2 separate regions of the Gasterosteus aculeatus genome follow, and region 1 is linked to region 2. Evidence: chromatin contacts called from public Hi-C data. All regions are on one chromosome and are shown on one strand. The core of a region is the stretch at or near the end of the contact, and the rest is flanking DNA. Distances in the headings are between cores, read along the strand shown. Region 1 overlaps LOC120827318 (T-lymphocyte activation antigen CD80). Region 2 holds the start of rab38a (RAB38a, member RAS oncogene family).

Region 1 (3,343 bases), core at 305-2,804, 73 kb before region 2:
GGCATTGCTGTGGAGGTGTTGTTGCTATAAGAAAGGACAGAGAAGTATGGACCTATATTAGGTTTGTCACATTTGCACATCTGTTTGTGAAAATACGAAGATGAAATCACTTAAGTATAACGTTGAAAAGCTCACAGCTGTTGTTTTGTTGGTTTCCAGAAGCAGCAGCTGAGTGTGAAGAAAATGGATGTGAGGAGTAAGTGGTTGTTTGAACCTACGTGTAATACTTTGATTACATTTATAAGTAATGTAAAATACCAGCTGATAAAGGGTCCCATGCCGCACAACTGCAATGAAGAAATGTTCAAAGACTGATATGTTCTTTGTAAGCCTTCTGACAGTATATATGTTTTTCTTTTCCTTTCTGTTTGCTCCAGGGAGGTAATACGCCTCCATGCAAACCAAGGGGCATGTTGAGTGCTGAATTGGTGAAGAGGAAGGTTCCGAGTTGTTGTCTGAGCATATTGAACAAATGTTACAGGTGTGACGCAGATACTTATAAGTGATAAGTGTGAAAGGAGGTATCGCTCATCTGTATCCTTTTACGGGTAATGCAATGCGGGTTTCATTCATTTAAGAATCGGTTTCTTATCCTGAAAAAAACTTGAGGTTGAGGAAACTGAGGTTGACGTAGTGTGGAAAACAGCTTGTCGGGGAGACACTTGTGAGTAATTATATCGAAAATACTGTATGTAATAATGGTAAAATGTTGTGTATTTTGTACTGTTACACTGACCTCTACTGACCTCTTTTATATATTCTGCATGCTTCACTCTATTGACTGTGTTTTATTATTACCAAATGCAGTTTAATTTATTTGCACTTTAAAATTACATTTCCTTATTTATCGTCATTAGCAAATCTTTAAACATTGGTCTCCACCTTTGTTGATTTGAAAAGTGACATCAAAGATTAGATCCATTTATCTGGTTCATGTTTTTACTCTTTTTAGTTTACTTTTGTGTTACGGTAGCTGTGTCTACCAAAAACGATATCAGCTTTAGCTATTAAAAGTAAAAAATATTTATAAATGCAGAAAAGATGGCTGTCAAAGTGCAGTTTACACGTAACTTTGTTCTCAGAAGTATTATTTTTCTTTGTTTACTGCTTTAACCCTTTTTTCACAGGTGACTATTCTCATTGAAAATACGAATAATTTCTAAATATTTATTGATGATTTTTTTTTTCTTATGATCAAATTGTAGACCATTAACACTATTCATGGTGCTTTTGTCTTTCATTCCTCCTTCTCCAGAATTAACAAACCATCTCATAGGGCTGCTTTCATTTTGTAAATCTCTAAGAAGCACTTTTGTAATGTGGGTGTTCTGTTTTTCGTTCCCACATGAATAAATGATTTCTAAACAATACAATCAATTAAGCCTGTATAATTACTTTACTGTGCACTGTGAAACATTGCTTTCACCTTTCACTTACTTCGCTGTGGTGATGGTTGGATTACGATTTGTCAACTGCATTAGTCACACTAACTGGTAGAAATAAAGCCGAACACACAGCACAAAGCAGAACATATTTATTTTCAATGGGGTTTCTTTGCCGCTAGATGTCCTCCTAGCACTACAAAGACGAGACGAATCTGCTGTTGTGGCTTTAATGGTTTGGTTTGTATTGTGTGTCCTGATGATTAAACAATGTACGTGGTCATATCAAAATCCAACTTCCTCTCCATTGGCTATGGGAATAAAAAAAGTGTCATATATGAGCAACTTCATCCCAATCCTATTGGACAGGGATACATGTCTTTCGGACATCAACATGTGGTCACCTGCCCGGGAAAGGACGAGAAGTGCACTGCATTACTGAATGAAATTAAACAGAGAAACAGGAGATGCAAAGAGAGTGTTGAAAAGATGCGTAATTACGTCAGAGGAGGCCGAGGATCGGGATGTAAGACCAGATGTCCTGTTGAACATATAACCCAACGATCATTTGAGATATACATGTCTCCATTTCCACCAGCATGCTCTCTCTAGGCCTCTTGCTTTTTCCCCTTTTCATATTCACATTACGCCTCCATTGCTCGTTTGCTTTGTCTCGGCCTCACGAGTCACTGTGACAGGCTGTCAGTGCACCTCTCTGCCCCGTGTTTACATTGGACTGCAGAGCAGCAGCAGGCTGGTTGCACTTCAGGAATGTAACCCCAAGGTCCCTGCCCTCGTCCTCCTCGTCCTCGTCCTCCCCCTTCTCCCTACGTCCATCCTCCATATTTCTCCTATCGTAGCACATTATTATATCATTGGACAATTTCCCTTCTTCCCGTTCTCCTTATTCTCCTTCAGTTTTTTCTTCAGTTGTTCCCCCCCCCCCCCCCCCGTCCTCCCTCGAGTTATCCTTCCCATTGCTCCATCAGTCCCCAGACGAGCTCCCTTCTTCTGCCTCCTTTCTCTCCTCCTTTCAAACCCCCATTTTTTGTCCTCTGAACCTCCACTCCCCTTCTCTTTCGTCTTTTTCTTTTCCCTCTTTAAAATTCAGACAGCATTGTCCAAACTCAACCCCCTCTCACCCCCACCCCCCCACCACACACACACACACACACAAACACCTCCCCATTCCCTGTCATCATCCCCTCACCTCCCACTCCTCCCCATCTCTCCGTCCTCCCTCCCTCATTCCTGTGCTGTCTAACCCAAACAAACCAGAGAGGACTTTCCTCTGTGGTGGCTGTGGGAGAAATACACCACATGTCAGACTCGGTTCAAACATAAACAATCGATTTGAGGTACTGGAAAAGCCTATGAGGTGCTTAGATTTAACGTGAGATGGAGCTGCTGTAAGGAAATCTTAACGCTAAAACTTACCACTGAATATACAAAAAATCAGAGGAGAGAACTGTATATTTGGCAAGATTATTTTCCTGGAATGGGGGAACTGCATCAAAAGTCTAAAACCAATGAACTTGACAGAAGAATAATGTAAAAAAGTGGACTTTCCATTCATATGTACAATGAGGAAAGCAATTAATTTGTTTGAAACAGAAGCGTTTAATATCATTTGTATTTTGACGATGAATGTCGCTGATGTACTGTAACAAATATCTTTAGAGATGGAAACACTATTTAAGATACTAATTACCAAAACGTATCAAGCGTGCAATTATAAAATGTTTCATCAGCAGACTTTGGGTCAAGGCAAAGAAAGGAACATTTATGAACACGGATCTGTTTTCCATGTTTCCCGGTGACGCAGAGCATGTAATCTCCTGCTCATTGTGGAACCTTTTCAGCCAGAACAGTCCGGTCTCAGCAAGCGGTGTGCGACCTCTGCCACCCTGTGCTGTTTGCCGTCCATACCAGGAGATTTATGATCAGATTACATTAGTAGA
Region 2 (2,950 bases), core at 24-2,523:
AACCTCAGCCGACACTCATGTGAGATGAAACCAGCGCAGCCTTTAGCTTTGTTAATCGTTGGGTCTGGGTTCTATTCTGTACTTTATTGTAAAGTACTGCTCTGCTCTCCCGGCCCGAGTGGATCAGTTACATCTAAGCCCCAAAATATGTGTGAAAGGTATAAAAAATATATACAAATACAAATATTTACACAACATATAGAATAAAACAGCTTTACCTTTTTATTCATTGAAGATCTCAAATATTGTAATACCATATGATACACATACAAGGTGTCGTAGTTGGATTTGTAGGTGTGTGTGTGTGTGTGTGTGTGTGTGTGCGTGTAAATGCAGAAATATAAATGCCTGGTGATTTCGAGTGAGTAATACCTACTGGTCAGCTGGTACACATGAGGAATATTATCCCTGATAACGCTGCCATCCAAGTCTCACGCTCGTTCCCTGGTTGTATTAGAATCACTAACCTCTAATCTGATTGTATATCTAAAAAAAACACATTTTCTTTCAAAGATAGATGTATAGTTTCCAAACCCTCCAAGCTGAAAGCAACTTGTTGAATTCCAGCTGACCTCTGATTTGGAAAATGTTGTCTTTTACCTAAATAGGCATTGATCATGTAAACGGTGACTTTCATCATAACCACCACTTTATGTAATTGCTAAGCATATTCATTAAAGGTTATTACAAGGAATTTCTAAATGTAACCGTGTGCTAATTTACCCTAATATACAATTTAACCCCGCACGGGGGGCGGATATTAAACTGCCAATATAATATCCCAAAGTGCATTCAATTTTCATCCATATCACAAACACAGCCCAAAGTGAAAGCACATCACCCAACAATAAAGGCTCATTGAGCGGTGACCGTACCTGCGATGTCCCACAGCTGAAGGCGCACCGTCTCCTGGTCCCAGTTGAGGACTTTCAGGGCGAAGTCCACCCCGATGGTGGCTCGGTAGTTGGGGCTGAAGTTGTGGTGGACATACCGCTTGATGATGCTGGTCTTACCGACCCCGAGGTCCCCGATCACGAGGATCTTGTAGAGATGCTCCTTGCTGTGGTTGTTCTGCATGGCGACCGAGGAAGGCGAGAGCGGAGCATGAATCCAGCGCAGTGGAGAGGTCCGGGGGGGGGCACAGGACAGCGCAGACGGGACAGAAGAGAGTTGGGAGGGGGGCGGGGAGGGGGAGGGGGGGGGGGGGGGGTGTACGCCCTGGTCCGGAGAGGGAAGCGGAGCGGAGACGTCTGGACCTTGTGACGCACGCGGGTGATCTGCGGTGGATTGAAACATCCAAGCCGGAAGGGATGTGGACTCTTTGTGTTAAGTAAGCAACTTTTTTTTCACGACTTAAGTAAAATAGCAGCATGAAATGGAAACACTCAAGTGGGCTTCAAAGATGTGAAGTTATTTTCACTAAACGTACTTATTTCATAATACTGCGATTTAGAACATTAAATGAAGAGAGTTGAACCGGTGACTTAAAGCAGCGAAGAGCAGTTTTCCTTTACTTTCCTTTTTCTTTCTGTTTGTTGCCTAAACAGAGATTTATTACTGAGCCACAAAGGCAAATTTATGCTGCTGTTGTTGTTTGAGTAGAGTGAAAAAAATAAGTAATACTCAGCTCCAAGAGAAAAATGTATTTAGACTCATGTTCCATCTTCACACATTGCAACAATAATCGCTCACAATAAGAAGGCGCTACAAATAGTTATGTCCCTTTATTTATTTAAGTAAGAATTCCCTTTAAAAGCTCCCCGGGGAGCTCATACAAAGTGCCTTTACAGAAAAACATGGCAGTCACGGTTTCACTTTGCAGGGAGAGAACATTTTACAACTCTTCCCTGTTGCTTCCCTGAGACAAAGAATCACAGCGCAGCACCCGGATCCCCTTAAAGTGATGACATGGCACATCGTGCACAGACGCACTTGGATTTTAAAACTTGATTCGGCAGCTTCAGCTCAGATTCAAAAATCATTCATAGTCAGCTATTGGTTGATCGATGAGGTTGGAAACAAAGCGACGCCGCAGGGGTCCCTACAGTCGGGGGATCGGGTTGGCGGCGACCGCGATGCTCTCGATGGAACACTCGTCGCTGCCCCTGCGGATGCGGAAGTAGCCGCCCTCGCCCCAGCCCGTGCCCCAGCTGTTCTTGACGGTCCAGTACTTCTGCCCGGTCTTGTGGCAGCGGCCGTAGCCCACCAACAGCACGGCGTGGTTGGTCAGCTCGAAGGGGTTGAAGGGGTCTCTGAGGCCCGTGTGGTGGTAGATGCCCTCCTTGTAGTGCATGAAGTCGGGGTAGACCTGGCGAAGGACAGGGATGATTTTATTTCAATTTTTCTGTGTCAAATCCAAGCTGTACCCGTGAAGCAGGAGGGGGCAGAGTTGGAGAAGGAAAATTTCAAAATGCATTTCAGGAGGGAGAAAAAAAAATGTTACATTTACAAACAAATAGAAATTAAGGGGACATAATGGTCCGTTAGGGCGGCACGGTGGCGTGGTGGTTAGCACAGTCGCCTCACAGCAAGAAGGTCCTGGGTTCCACTCCGTCCAGAGGCCTTTCTGTGTGGAGTCTCCATGTTCTCCCCGTGTCTGCGTGGGTTCTCTCTGGGTTCTCCGGCTTCCTCCCACAGTCCAAAGACATGCTCTGGGGATCAGGTTGATTGGGGACTCGTAGGTGTATGAATGTGAGTGTGAATGGTTGTGTGTCTCTGTGTAGCCCTGCAATTGGCTGGCGACCAATCCAGGATATACCCTGTCTATCGCCCCAAGTTGGCTGGGATGGACTCCAGCCCCCCCGCGACCCTGTGTGCAGGATAAGCGGTTTGACAATAGATGGATGGATAACGGTCCATTAGCATTTTGCTAGCTTAGCCGTGCTTTAGGGTTAACAGGACAAATGAATCCTATACTTCTAGAAAAAAACATCTTATGTTGAGTTGTTGA

What was found. A called contact is a pair of places that touch in the nucleus more often than the background predicts.
Region 1: a Hi-C map of whole body shows a contact between it and region 2, with 4 times the contacts expected there. The contact joins the enhancer-like site here to the promoter of rab38a in region 2. A contact is called at or near these places in 2 of 6 Hi-C or Micro-C datasets (skeletal muscle and whole body).

The regions. Positions count from the first base shown.
Region 1 is chr1:7,386,607-7,389,949 of fGasAcu3.hap1.1, reverse strand. LOC120827318 (T-lymphocyte activation antigen CD80) reads left to right here. Exons shown (of 8, transcript XM_078098445.1): 6 at 1-61; 7 at 160-196; 8 at 378-1,373. The coding sequence ends at 61. Among protein-coding and RNA genes, the nearest start is that of LOC120827318, 6.2 kb to the left of the region's middle. Within about 2 kb of position 1,554, at least 7 of the 9 cell types and tissues checked have open chromatin away from gene starts, as enhancers often do.
Region 2 is chr1:7,313,734-7,316,683 of fGasAcu3.hap1.1, reverse strand. rab38a (RAB38a, member RAS oncogene family) reads right to left here and starts at 1,273. Exons shown (of 3, transcript XM_040170628.2): 1 at 876-1,273. The coding sequence starts at 1,077. ctsc (cathepsin C) reads right to left here. Exons shown (of 8, transcript XM_040170607.2): 8 at 1,710-2,308. The coding sequence ends at 2,042.